Regions from separate parts of the Mus musculus genome. Here all the other regions are linked to region 2. A link is a contact called in public HiChIP or PLAC-seq and promoter capture Hi-C data. All regions are on one chromosome and are shown on one strand. Each heading gives the region's core, a stretch centred on a gene start, on an enhancer-like site or on the middle of the called end of the contact. The rest is flanking DNA. Distances are from core to core; before and after follow the strand shown.

Region 1 (3,888 bases), core at 701-3,200, 170 kb after region 2:
ATATTCTTCTGTAGTCTTTCAAGCCTATGTAGAATAATTACTAGAAGTATGTCTTTTAAAGGCCTCATATTTATTAGAAAGCACAGTTGGCTTTAAGCACTGACATTGCCACAAACTAGCTTTGTAGCTTTAAATAAGTTATTTACAACCTCTCTATGCTTTATTTCTCCTGAACTTACAATTTTAAAACTAGATCATCTGTGTACATACAGTAGTGTTGAAATGATAATAAATAAAATTAAATAAAATAAATCCTTCTTATCTACTGTTATACTAAGCCCACTTTTAATACTGTAATCCCAATAAAGCCATACATTAAAATACCATGCATGATATGGTATTTAGAGAACACTATAGCAACAACTGGAGACAACCTGCAAAGTTGTCAGTTCATACGTTCAGTGTTTGAACACAGTTCTTAATGAAGAATCTGAGTAATGAAGTTGTATGGTTTTAAAATAAGGGAACTGTGAAAGCTTTACTGCAAAGCTGCTAATCTAGTGTTATGTCCAAGAATAACAATTAAAGGAGACCATCTTTACTTAAGAGACATGCTCTTACGTGGACTTAACTGGTCAGCACTTACTTTCCTAAGTGTTTGTATATCATCTCTGTAATAAGCCATTCTTGAAGTAGTGACAGCCAAGAAGTTCAGCAGTTTTGGAACCCAAATTTCCCATCCATTTGAAAAGGAAAGAGGGAGAGACCCAAGAAAGTTGTTAAATGTGGTTATAACCAATGATTTTCCAGCCTTCCTTTAATTCAAAATAAAAACCCTGGGCAAAGGACAGTTATACATAATAATGGCTGTTTAGATAAAAAATTAATTACTCTAGATTTTTCTTTTATTGAATATAGATATTTTTCTCACATAGTATATCCTGATTATGGTTTTGTCTCCTCTGCTCCTCCCCATTCCCCTCCTATCCAGATCCACCCGCTTTCTGTCTCTCATTAGAAAACAGGCTTCTCTTTTCCTCCTTGAATTGATTGCCTTGCCTATCCTCAATATAGGAGCTTTCATCTTGTTCTACTGACTCTTGTTTTGTCCTAGTTGGCTCTCATCTCTTGGAAGCCTGAAGAAGAAATAAAGGAGGACTAGATCTGGGGGAGGAGAGAGGTGAGGGGGAGCTGTGAGGAGTGGAGGATGAAGAAAATGTGCTGAAGATGTATTGTATGAGAGAAGAATATACTTTCAATAAAAAGAAAACTCAGAGTTCTAAGGGATAAAGAAAAACTTAAACCATTGCTAATGATTATACAATAAAACAAAGTAAAAAAAGATGAATAAGATAAAACAAGTAACACATTGGAATTGGATCAAGCAGACAGAAGGAAAGACAACATAGGAAAAGGCAAGAGAAACAAAAACCTACTGGTTCCCACACTCAGGAATCCCATAAAAACACTAAACTGAATGCCATAATATATACACAAAGTATCTACAGGGTAAAAAGAAAGAAGAAGAAAACATAAATAAGATAATTTTAAAAAAATGAGAAAGTGCTCTGGCACAATATTATGAGACAAGAATTCTTCAAAGCTGCCCTTGAGTTCGTTTTCTGTTGGCATCTACTGCTGAGCATGCAGCTGACCTTGGAGGAAACGAAGTTTTTTATTTGGAAGTGGTTATCAATTGGATGTTGTTTCTGGGTTAGGGACATTAGGGAGGGGAAGTATCCACTTCCCCTTTCAGTTCTAGGTTCCCAAGTGGTGCAGACCAGTAAAGGTCCTGTGCATGCTGCCTCGGTCTCTATGAGTTCATATGTGTGTCACTCTTGTTGATTTAAATAGCCTTGATTTTTTTTCTTTGGTGTCCAAAATCCCTTCTGACTCTTACACTTTATCCAATATCTGATTTAGGATTGAGTGTTTCAAGATCTCCCATTCTCTGTATAATATCTAGCTAGCAGTAAGTCTTGGCATTCATTCCCATCTGCTGTAGGAGGAAGCTTCTCTACTGATGAGTGAACAAGGCACTGATCTATGAGTATAGCAGAATGTAATTAGGAGTCACTTTATTCTTTATTGGGGAGGTTATTTTCTGTTTGTTTGTTTTCTAGAACAGTAAGTAGTATTTGGTTTAGCCCTACATCCCTGGGCTATCTAGTCTCAGGTTCTTGGTCACCTGAGCAGTGTTGGATATGAGTGAAGTGGGCCTTAAGTTGAATCAGGTGTCTTAGTCAATGTTCTGTTACATCTAAAGAGATACAGTCACCAGGCAGTGGTGGCACACGCCTTTAATCCCAGCACTTGGGAGGCAGAGGCAGGTGGATTTCTGAGTTCGAGGACAGCCTGGTCTACTGAGTGAGTTTCAGGACAACCAGGGCTACACAGAGAAACCCTGTCTTGAAAAACAAAACAAACAAACAAGAGAGAGAGAGAGAGAGACAGACAGACAGTTGACCACGGCAGCTTTTACAAAGGAAAACATTTAATTGGGATTGGCTTACAGATTCAGAGGTTTAGCCTATTGTTATGGCAAGAAGCATGATGACAGGCAGGCAGACATGATACTGGAGAAGGAGCTGAGAATTCTACATCTGGATTTGTAGGAGCGAGGGGAGAAAGAAAGAGGGGAGAGGGGAGAAACTGAGCCGGGGGGGGGGCCTAGAAACCTCAAAGCCTTCCCAATCTCCACTCCCTGTGACACACTTCCTCAAAGAATGACATGCCTATTTCTACAGGCCTACATCTGCTAATCCCCTACTCCCTAATGACCAAGCATTCAAATACATGAGCCTATAGGGGCCATTCTTTTCCACACAAACTTTGTGCCACCATTGTACTACCTTATCTTATAGGGTGATTGCCTGCCTCCTGCCTTGTGGCTGAAATAGTGTTGATGTTTCTCCTTTGGTAGCATGTGGAATACCCAAAATGCTAGCACATATAAGTAAGGGCTCTGTGTAGGCACCAGCCTGACTTCTCCATGCTCAATGAGTTGTGTAGGTGTTGTCCTCAGCCCTGTGGCCCTGGTGTCAGTTTGTGGAGAGAAATATAATCTTAGCAACACCCTGGCTTGTTTGGGGGTTCTCATGGGACTCTTTTGGCCAACAACTCCATTAGATGATATATTCTAGACTTTATAGATGGTTAGAACTATAGGACTTGGAACAAGATAATTTTCTTATTCACAGTTTGTCTCTCTTGAGTTCCTGCCATTTGAATGTTATATTGTTCATTGTCTCATACCCCTTCTAATTAGTGTATGCATCTGTTTATCTAGTACCAGAGGGAGGCTCATTGGTTGGTAATTACAACACTGTCCCTGGACTCCTATTTTTAAAATGTGTTCCACATTCATGACCTTCCAGGCTCAGGTAACAGTTGCTCTTTCCTGGAATTCTGTTGCCTATCATTGTTGGGACATATTATTTCCTTCAGTTTCCTTCATGTCAGGGATTTACTTCCTTGGAATTTCTCACACACTCCTTAGGATATGTGACTCTCTGCTTGAATGTTTCTGACATCTTAGGGGTAAGTGATGTTTCCCGGGTCTTGAGGACAAAATGTTCATTGGAACTTCTCATCCATTAGAAAGTATATGGCGGAAGGCTGGTGTACCAAGCATGGCATGCCTTTAAGAAATACTCCTTTGCAAAGCTGAGTGCCCAGTGGAGGCCGAGAAGGATGAACAGTTTTCAGGCTTGGGCCACTTTTGCTAGCACTTTGTTAAGTTCCCTTCAGCAGATCCCTGCGGTTCTCTCTCTGTAGTTGGAAGGCGTATTGATTCCCTGTGGGGCAGTCCTCAGAGCAACCACGAAGGCTCTGCAGAATCTGACCTGAACTTTCCTTGTCAACACTTTCAGCAACTCTGTCCCAGCTACTGTGATTATTGTGGGGTTGTCTTTAATCAGAATGTGAATAAAAGGAATGGTTGGGCCT
Region 2 (4,255 bases), core at 696-3,195:
GGAATTTTTTAGCAGGGAGATTTATTATTCCTGCTTATAATTCATTGGTTGCTATGTGTTTCTTTATATTACTTCACCTTAGCTTAAGGTTGGTAAGTCATATGTATCTAGAAGTTTATCCACTTATTTTAGATTTTTCTTTTTAGTGGAACACGAATTTGTAATGTCCTCATGATTCCCTGAATTTCCTCACTATCTGTTGTAATTTCTCCCCTTTCATCTCTAATTTTATTAATTTGTATCATCTTTCTCTTTCTTTTAATTAATTTACAATCCCTTAATGTTTGTTTGCTTTGAAACACAGTCTCACTATGTATCTTTGGCTGGCTTGGAACTCATTATGAAAAGCAGTCAAACTTTGAATTCATAGAGGCTTGCCTGCTTCTACATCCTTAGTACTGAGAAAGATGTGGACCACCACACCTGGCTCTCTGTTTTCTTTTGCTTTTAATGTAGGCACTTAGTGCTATAAAACTTCCCCTTAGCCTAGCCTTTATCATGTGCTATTTGTTTTGATGTGTTGTTTTCCTTTTCCATCAATTCTAAGAATTAAAAATTTGTCTCCTTGAGTTTTTTGACCAAATTATCATCCAGTAGTGTGTTTTGCTTTTTTGAGTTTGTGTATTTCTTATAGTTTCTATTGCTGTTAATATCTACCCTTATTCTACTGTGATTCAATAAAATGTAGGATATTATTTCAAATTTTCTTTTCTTTGTTTGTTCAGTCTTGATTTGTGTCCTAACATGTTAATTTTGTAGAAGTTTCCATGGGCTGATGAGAAGAATATGTACTCTTTAGTGTCTGAGTGTAATTTCTGTAGATGTCTGTTCAGTCTATTTGATTTTTGATGTTGTGTAAACTCTAGAAATTCTCTGTTTAGTTTTCGTCCTGCTTTTTGGTGGGAGTGGGGTTTTAAGGTCACCTACTTTAAATGTGTTTGCATTAGTATGTGTTTTTAGATCTAATGTGTCTTTTATGAAGTTGGGTCTACTGGTGTTTATCCACCCATTTATTTACTGGTCTCTTGTTACATAGTTTTACTTAAAAGATGTTTTCTTGAAGATATGTAAGATATTTTTCTAGTTGTATTGTGCATCTGTTATGAGCTATAGCATTATACTAGTATATGGCAAAGCCATCAATCTTCAATACAAGAATACAGCTTAACTGCCTATCTATTTAGTAGATTTCTTTTGGTATCTCCACATCACATTTACATATTTAATTATGACAAGTCCTAAAGGAAAATATAATTCCCAATTAGAAGTACCTAGTTTTCTAATGACTCTAACAAAAGGCAAACTTTTACAAGGTATATTTTTAATTAAAAATTTAATCTTAACAAAACGGAAATGTATATGTTCATAGCACATGTGTTTAATTATGCATTTGAAGAGGCTTAGGCAGTAGGATTCTTAATTCAAAGCCAGTTCTAGGCTAGATAGCAGCATTCTTCCTTAAACAAAAAAATCAACCATACTCAGACTTCAAATGAAAATGTCAAATTATAATGCAATGCAAACATTCTTTCTCAAAACATAAATACTTTTCTAGTATTCAAAAGAATCTCGAACATTTATCTGTCTCTACAAGCTCTCTATACCTAAGCTTGAGGGTCCTTGCACACTAAACTACAATACCCATAACACTGTCCTGTATTTCAACTCAGGGTTTTCAGGAAGCTTGGTGTGAGAGGAATTGTGGGTATCTAGAAGAAAGCATTTTGACTTCATCTCCCAGAATCCTCTAGCATCCCTTGATACCTAAGCAAATATTGGATACTTCTGAGGAATAACAGTTTCCTGTGACCTCAAACTACATTTCCCATGAAGACACATGCTCGGGCCTCGCGGTTCTCTGATGCCCTAGCCAATGGGAGAGGCTTCAATAGTCACCTGGTAGGTTAGAGTCCAGCTATTGGGCCCCATTGCCTGGCCTAGGCCATCTAGTAGAAGGTGCACGGTTGGGAAGACAGTTGTGGGGCACACCCCACCCTGAGGGCACTCCGGGTCCAGGAACTTCCGAGCGGGTCCGATTTTCCGCGGCTGTTTAAGGAGTAGCGCTTCGGTAGCCGGGGAGCTGGAGGTCAGCGAGGCAGAAAGCCCGAGTGGCAGTGGCCGGGGACTGTGGGACCGAGGGGGTCTAGGGAGGAGGGTGCTTCCGGGGCCGCAATCTTTGGCGCCTAACTCCGCCCAGCCCGCTTCTTCATGGGTGGTGGGTGCCTTGACTGGAGTTGGGGGGCAGGCACCAGTTGCCTTAGCATCCAAAGCACAAGCACGTCCCCCCTCCTCCCAACTCTTCTCTTATTTCCTACCTCCACCCGCCCCTCTCCCCACCACCCAGCGCAGGCTCCTTCTTAGGATGAGAGAGCCTCCAAAAAGTGGCATCTGGATTCCCCTTCAGGCAGGAGTTGGGTGCTCTGTTCCCGCCTTTAATTTGTTGCTCAGCTCTGAGCACCTACCACTGCAAGTACACACACAAACCCCACTCGACCCCACCCTGCACCCCCGTTTCCTCTAGGCGAGTGGAAATTCCTTGCTAAACCCAGGGCTTGATTTTCTGTCAATTTCCATTTCTGCTTCCTGATAATGAGGTGTTCTCTCTCTCTCTTTCTCTCTCTCAATCTCTTTCTCTTGGCTCATCTCTTTTTACTGGCCTTTTTCAACTAGTCATTGGAGTGGAAAAGGTGTCCTTCAATTTCCAGAAGGGATAGGAAGCAGAAAAAAAAAGAATCTTACTTTTGAGAAATACACAATTAAGGTTCAGTACAGTGTTCTAGTGAGGGTAGAGGGCAAATTGGACCATTTAAAAACCTGGAGCATATTAAGGGCTTCCAGCAAAATCTGATTAACACCAATAGATAGAATTGAGAGGCTGCTTTGTAAAAGTTCTAGCCTAACTCAGAGCTTCCTGACGTCTTGAAACTTACTCTTTCCTTAGAACAATCCTAGTATGCTTTGTGGAAGAGGTTGCCTTTCATTTGGGCTCCAGTGGTTTAAAAGAGATTCAAAAGGAGCATAAGAGGAAGAAAATGCTTCTTGATGATGCAGGACTTGGCGAATAAGAAGTGGGGGATGGAAAAGGAAGGAGTGTATGACAGAGGCACACATGGTTCTAGAAGAGGTATCAGCAGGGATATATTGGGAGATAATACTAGGATAATATTGGGAGATCATAGTGACATGACAGGTAGAAGAATATGCAAAGTTTGAATTTATTCTGTATTGAATAAAATTAAAGACAAAAAAATTAAGACTGGGTGATTTTCCTTTTCATCCTAGGGGAACCTGATTTGAGATCAATTCTTGGAGAACACAAAGAAGTGTGGTGGTATGTTCCAGGTGTGAGTTTAAATATAAGGAGAAACTTTTGTCTTGTAGATGTTTTATTTGTGGCTAATCTTCGCCACAACCTGTATCTGTCAATTAGAAAGCAAAGTGCCATAAACATAATAAGAAATGAGTTTGCTGTCCTTGTGTAGCAGAATACCTGAATTGTAACCATCTGATTAGAAGACAGTATTGACTCCTATTTATTGAGCCCACATAATGTCCAAGAATCATAAGCACTTAGTGACACTGTCTGAGAGTCTTATATGTACTATTATTTCCACTATTTCTCTAGAAGAAGAAACTAAACTGGGTATTTTAAGCAAATATCTAAAGACAAATAGATTAGAGATAATCGAGGTGGAGTTTTGATGTACAAACTTCTGACTTGAACGCCCATGCTCTTCGCCCATGGTTTCCTAGTTCTGATGTGTATTTTTGTTCATGATTTTCCAACTGTGGCAAGGAAAGATTAAGGTACAATTGTTCATCCTGGAAGAAACCCAAATGAGTCATTTGGATTTTTGTGTCAGAGTGTGTCTGCTGTAAAGTCGTTGCCAATACCACATTAGATTAACTGTTATAACCATAGTTGATTATGCCTGCCAAAATTATAGTCAATGTTTCTTTTTCTAAATTAGATGATTCTATACAAAAAATTATGTCCAACCTTTACATCATTTGGGTGTAGACAGTTCTTTGGGTTTTATTTCATTTCAGCTTTTTCAAGGGGACCCAGGTTACTAGATGTCCTCTGGGACCCGAGTACACGTGAAATACAAGAAGATACAATCGAATACAAGGCCTGAACCCTCACTGGATTTCGGGGAGCTAGGTGACCACAGTTGTGAGGTACCATGGAGTAGAAGATTGTAGGAGAATGGAAACAGGTAGACAGCATTGTGATATGGTGAGGAAAGAGTAG
Region 3 (4,098 bases), core at 319-2,818, 210 kb after region 2:
ACTGTTCCATGGAAATTATACTTAGTCATTTAACATCCCAATTTGTGTGCATAAAAGCTATGATGGCATTTACATATAGAAATGTTTTAAACTATTTATAACATTTAGAAAATTCCCAAAGATCAAGGGCTTCAGAAACTTCAAAATAAAGATAGCATAGTCTTAATTCCCTGAAATGCACAAATATACAACCAATCATAAGGGGAAAAAAAGCTTATTTTAAAGGCTCCTTATTGTAAACTGTTATAACGGACTATCAGAGTGATAATGTTTATTCATTCACTCATACAAGCAATATTCGCTGAAGCCTGCTGTATCCGTGGTACTATGAGGAACCCTAGGGAGAAAGCAGGTAACCACAAAGATCCTCTCTCTGAAATTGGCTCCAATATTTTACAGAATCCCATTTTCTCCCTACTAAAATGTGTTTTCCCGTATATGCTGCTTCTTGATTGACAACAGTTCAAAAGCTTCCCTTCCATTTTATTAGTTTCTTCTTTCATTTCAGCATTCCTTTATTAACTCAGATTCTGAGCTCAGTCACAGTGTAGATCCAAAGGACTCAGTCCTTGCCTTGAGCTCAGACTCCATTGGTAGGGAAAATAAAATAAATACCCCTGTAGTACAATGTAGAAAGAGTCAGAGTAAAAACTTGTACAAAAGTGTTATTTTTAACCAGGGTGCTAGATAAACAATGTTGGTCAGAGAAGGGTCACAGAAGAGGAGACGTTTGCATCAAAGATAACTAGGAGCACATTGCGAATCAAGAACTAAAGAACACTCTGAGCAGTGGGAACAGTGTCAGTAATTGGGAAGTACGTGAAAGAAGAGGATATTCAGACAGGGCTGAACTACTAAGTTCAACCAGATCACCTTATTGCACAAAGATGTTGAAGTAGCTTATTAAAAAATGAATAGAGTATAAGAAAAATGACTCTACTACAAATAAAATGAATAACCGCCTGGGAAAATATAATAAGAATTGAAAGAGAAGACAGTGTAAGAAGGTAAATTAGAAGTCGTATATGTAAATCCTAGGACTGTAACTAGTCTCCAAAGTTCAAGGGAAAAAAACTGACCACATCAGTCTGAGGAGAAAATACACCAGCATTCCAGTCGTTGAGGAAAGGGAACCATGTATGTGTGTGTTATCTGTGCACGTGTACATCTTTGTGGTATATGAGAGTGAGGGTGCACATATGTGGGGATGCACATGCCTGTGTGCTGTACAGAGGCCAGAGGAAAACATTGAGTATCCTGCTTTATTGTTTTCTTCCTTACTCCCTTGAGAGTCCCTGGGGTCTCCCAGTCTGCCTCATTCCACCCTACACTGAGGTTAAAAATATACCACTAGATCATTCGCAGCGTTTACATGGATATGAAAGACCCAAATTCAGGCCCTCATACTTGTCCAACAAGCTTCTGCACTCACAGAGCCATTTTCCCTGCCCAAGAAGAAACATTTCACGATAATATTGTATGTTTGCAATATTATATTTCCAAAAAGGTTGTTTTATGGAGAGTTTCATATTTCAGGGTTCATAATAAATGAAATGCTTGAGTGCTCTCAGAGAACTGGTGCGTAGCCCATGACTAGTGAATATTATTTTCACTAGTCTGCTGCAAAATATAAAAATGAAAAATATAATGGGTTTTTTTGAAAGTGAATTTGCTTGACTGAAAAAAAATATTCTTTATTCTGACAGTATTGATGTCTTAAATTTTTTATTTTAAAATGTTCTGTCCCTTATGAACTACATGAATCACACATTGCTTAGACCCTCTGTTTTTTTTTTTCCCCACACATCTTTTCTTGGTAAATTCAAAAGTTAGCAGATATTGGGCAGTGGGCGTGGGGGAAAGAGGAAGTAGGAGAAAACCTGCGTCCTGCCAGAGTTCCGGTGCTCTGGACAGGCAGACACTGCTCTGCTTTCCACACGGCCCCGGGTGGGTGTCAGGCTGTGGGAAGCCACAGAACCCCAACTCAGTGGGGCGTGGACAAGGGGCAGTCCTAGGTACCAGGTTCTCACTCTCAGTATCCCAGACACAGCTGGACAGCACAGAAGAGCTGAGAACAAATGGAGGCCAGATGGAGGAGAGGGCAGGGAGAGAGGTGCCTGGGTGGTTCCTACACCAAGAGTCCTTGGTCTGGTCTGTGGCCTGGAGTGCAGGAAGGCCTTCCAGTGGGAGGTTAGATGCAGCTTTTTAGGGGAAAGCCTATACCATCGTTCAAGCAGGCCTTGATGAGCAGAGACAGTCTATGGTTTAGAGCTTTATTGTAGAAAGGCAGGGGGAAAGAGAGAAGGTAGAAAGAGAGAGACCAGCCATGGCCACGTGGTGGGGGGAGGGAGAGAGAGAAGGAGGGCTAGAGAAGAGAGTAAGAAAAGTAAGAGTTTAAAGAGAGCGAGGAGGGGCCAAGCAGCCCCTTTTATAGTGGGCTATCTTGCTGTTGCCAAGTAACTATGGGGAAGAACATACATGGCTATAGCCAGGTAACTGTGGGGGTGGAGTCTAGCCAGAATGCCAGGAGCTTGGGACATTGTCTATGTGACTGACAGTCACACACCTCTCCTGCAGAGACTGTTGGGGTGGTAACTTGGACAGGAGCCAGGGGCCCAGGAGACTTGATCGATTACCTTCTGTCCCATGTAGGTAGAAGTCACCACCCATTGGGTCACTGGGGTTCCAGACCTTTGCTCTAATGGAGACCAGGCTGTCTGTGCACAGCCCACTGCCCCACAAACACACACCCCAAACATGAGAACCTGAGGGCCCTGTTCACTAGAAGAGTGCCAGGGAGTTAAAAATCTTTAAGGGATATGGGCCTTGGATATCCTAAACCCAAAACTTTGTACATACCACTGTCAAAGTCTGTTGACCAGAGAGTTACAACAGTTGTCACTAAAGAGCTGTGGGGCCCAGTATGAAAGACCTGTCTGAGAGCTTTAAAACCAAAAGGTACTATCTGCTGATGCTATCTTGTCACCTGCTGCTGTTTAGCAATAATTACAATAGCTGCCACGTGCTAGAGGAACTGGTAAATATGCCCAGAACAGTAAGCACTCAACATAAATGGATAGAGCCATACGTGTATAGTTTCTAAAGCTGGACCAGTATGTCCTAATTCTCAGGGTTTAGATCTCTAAGACAGGGTCTTCAGCTCCATTCCCTAGCCATTATGTATTCAAGGGCCCAGAACTGCCAGCCAGAAAATTTTCACCTGACCTACCCACAATTCTTATCCTCTCAGAGCAAAGGGCCCCAGCCAACTGACCGTTAACAGATTGACAGGTTGGAGAACAGTGTAGATATGACTCTGTGTCCATTCTCACTCCCTGGCCCAGATATGTGCAGAGTGTCAGATGATATTACCAAATTTGGGGAATGCAAGTTGCTAAGTAGCAGGAACAGCTGAAGTTTACACTGAAAAATTACTTGAAATCCTGTGGTAGATCTGAGCAGAGAGCTTGCCCAGCTAACTCAGAATTGGCAGAATTCCCAATAGGGTGGGACTTTGAAAATTACAGGACTCAAAAGGAGGTATACAAACGAATATTTTATGGTCTACCCAGCAATGGCTGTGCCAAGAGTCAAGAAGGCTTCCGGAAATGGGTGGCAAAAGAAGAAATAATAAAAGCAAAACTGAATAGAGAATGTTTTGTCAAATGAACTTTGGAGGAATACCTTGACCTTTTGCACACTCTTTGTGCATGATTTCAAATCTCTTTCAGGTGTTTGAACTGTGAACGGTAGATGACAGTAATATATATGCTGGCAGTGATCCTCAATCCAGGCTAGGAGCCAGGACAAGGGAAGGGATTTCTTTTGTTTTCGACTCCAGTGTGTTTCCAATTTCACGTTGCTTTTTCACATTCTGTAGAACTCATATAAAGGCCCAGTATCTCATTGCTTTTCCCCATTGACTTTGGAAATTCAGCTCTACTTTGTATCTTAATGGTTAAATATAAACAAAAGAATAATTACTGGGATGGGAACTTTTGAAGCCCTCTAAGCAAGCCCTTTTGGAACTCGACCTACTGAACTAAAGGGAGGTTATTTATTCTGTCTTTAACCATATGTCATGAATACATTTGCTTT

Evidence for each region. Promoter capture Hi-C pulls out the DNA fragments that hold promoters and counts their contacts. HiChIP or PLAC-seq counts read pairs in DNA pulled down with a chosen protein or histone mark.
Region 1: an H3K4me3 HiChIP or PLAC-seq map of bone marrow-derived macrophages shows a contact between it and region 2, with 3 times the contacts expected there. The contact joins the enhancer-like site here to the promoter of Enox2 in region 2. A contact is called at or near these places in 6 of 39 promoter capture datasets (3T3-L1-derived adipocytes, the C10 cell line, cranial neural crest and 2 more), 1 of 15 datasets of contacts at CTCF or cohesin (pro-B cells), 5 of 484 Hi-C or Micro-C datasets (the C10 cell line, the HPC-7 cell line, bone marrow-derived macrophages and 2 more), 6 of 115 datasets of contacts at active chromatin or transcription factors (astrocytes, bone marrow-derived macrophages, kidney and 2 more) and 3 of 9 other capture datasets (adipose tissue, liver and macrophages).
Region 3: a promoter capture Hi-C map of the HPC-7 cell line shows a contact between it and region 2, with 4 times the contacts expected there. The contact joins the enhancer-like site here to the promoter of Enox2 in region 2. A contact is called at or near these places in 11 of 39 promoter capture datasets (the 3T3-L1 cell line, 3T3-L1-derived adipocytes, the C10 cell line and 6 more), 1 of 484 Hi-C or Micro-C datasets (myocytes), 3 of 115 datasets of contacts at active chromatin or transcription factors (the 230-238 cell line, heart atrium and large pre-B cells) and 4 of 9 other capture datasets (adipose tissue, liver, macrophages and 1 more).

The regions. Positions count from the first base shown.
Region 1 is chrX:49,114,468-49,118,355 of GRCm38.p6, reverse strand. The region is part of intron 3 of Enox2 (ecto-NOX disulfide-thiol exchanger 2); the gene reads left to right. Among named protein-coding and RNA genes, the nearest start is that of Gm39513, 170 kb to the left of the region's middle. Within about 2 kb of position 1,950, at least 5 of the 459 cell types and tissues checked have an H3K27ac peak or open chromatin away from gene starts, as enhancers often do. A contact at or near this core is called in bone marrow-derived macrophages, where this site is marked.
Region 2 is chrX:49,285,932-49,290,186 of GRCm38.p6, reverse strand. It overlaps Enox2 (ecto-NOX disulfide-thiol exchanger 2), which reads left to right and starts at 1,945. Exons shown (of 16, transcript NM_001271447.1): 1 at 1,945-2,086; 2 at 3,283-3,342. It overlaps Gm39513 (a long non-coding RNA gene), which reads right to left and starts at 3,271. Exons shown (of 2, transcript XR_882305.2): 1 at 1,897-3,271.
Region 3 is chrX:49,073,096-49,077,193 of GRCm38.p6, reverse strand. All of the region lies in intron 4 of Enox2 (ecto-NOX disulfide-thiol exchanger 2), which reads left to right. Among named protein-coding and RNA genes, the nearest start is that of Gm35107, 190 kb to the right of the region's middle. Within about 2 kb of position 1,568, at least 15 of the 459 cell types and tissues checked have an H3K27ac peak or open chromatin away from gene starts, as enhancers often do. A contact at or near this core is called in the 230-238 cell line and the HPC-7 cell line, where this site is marked.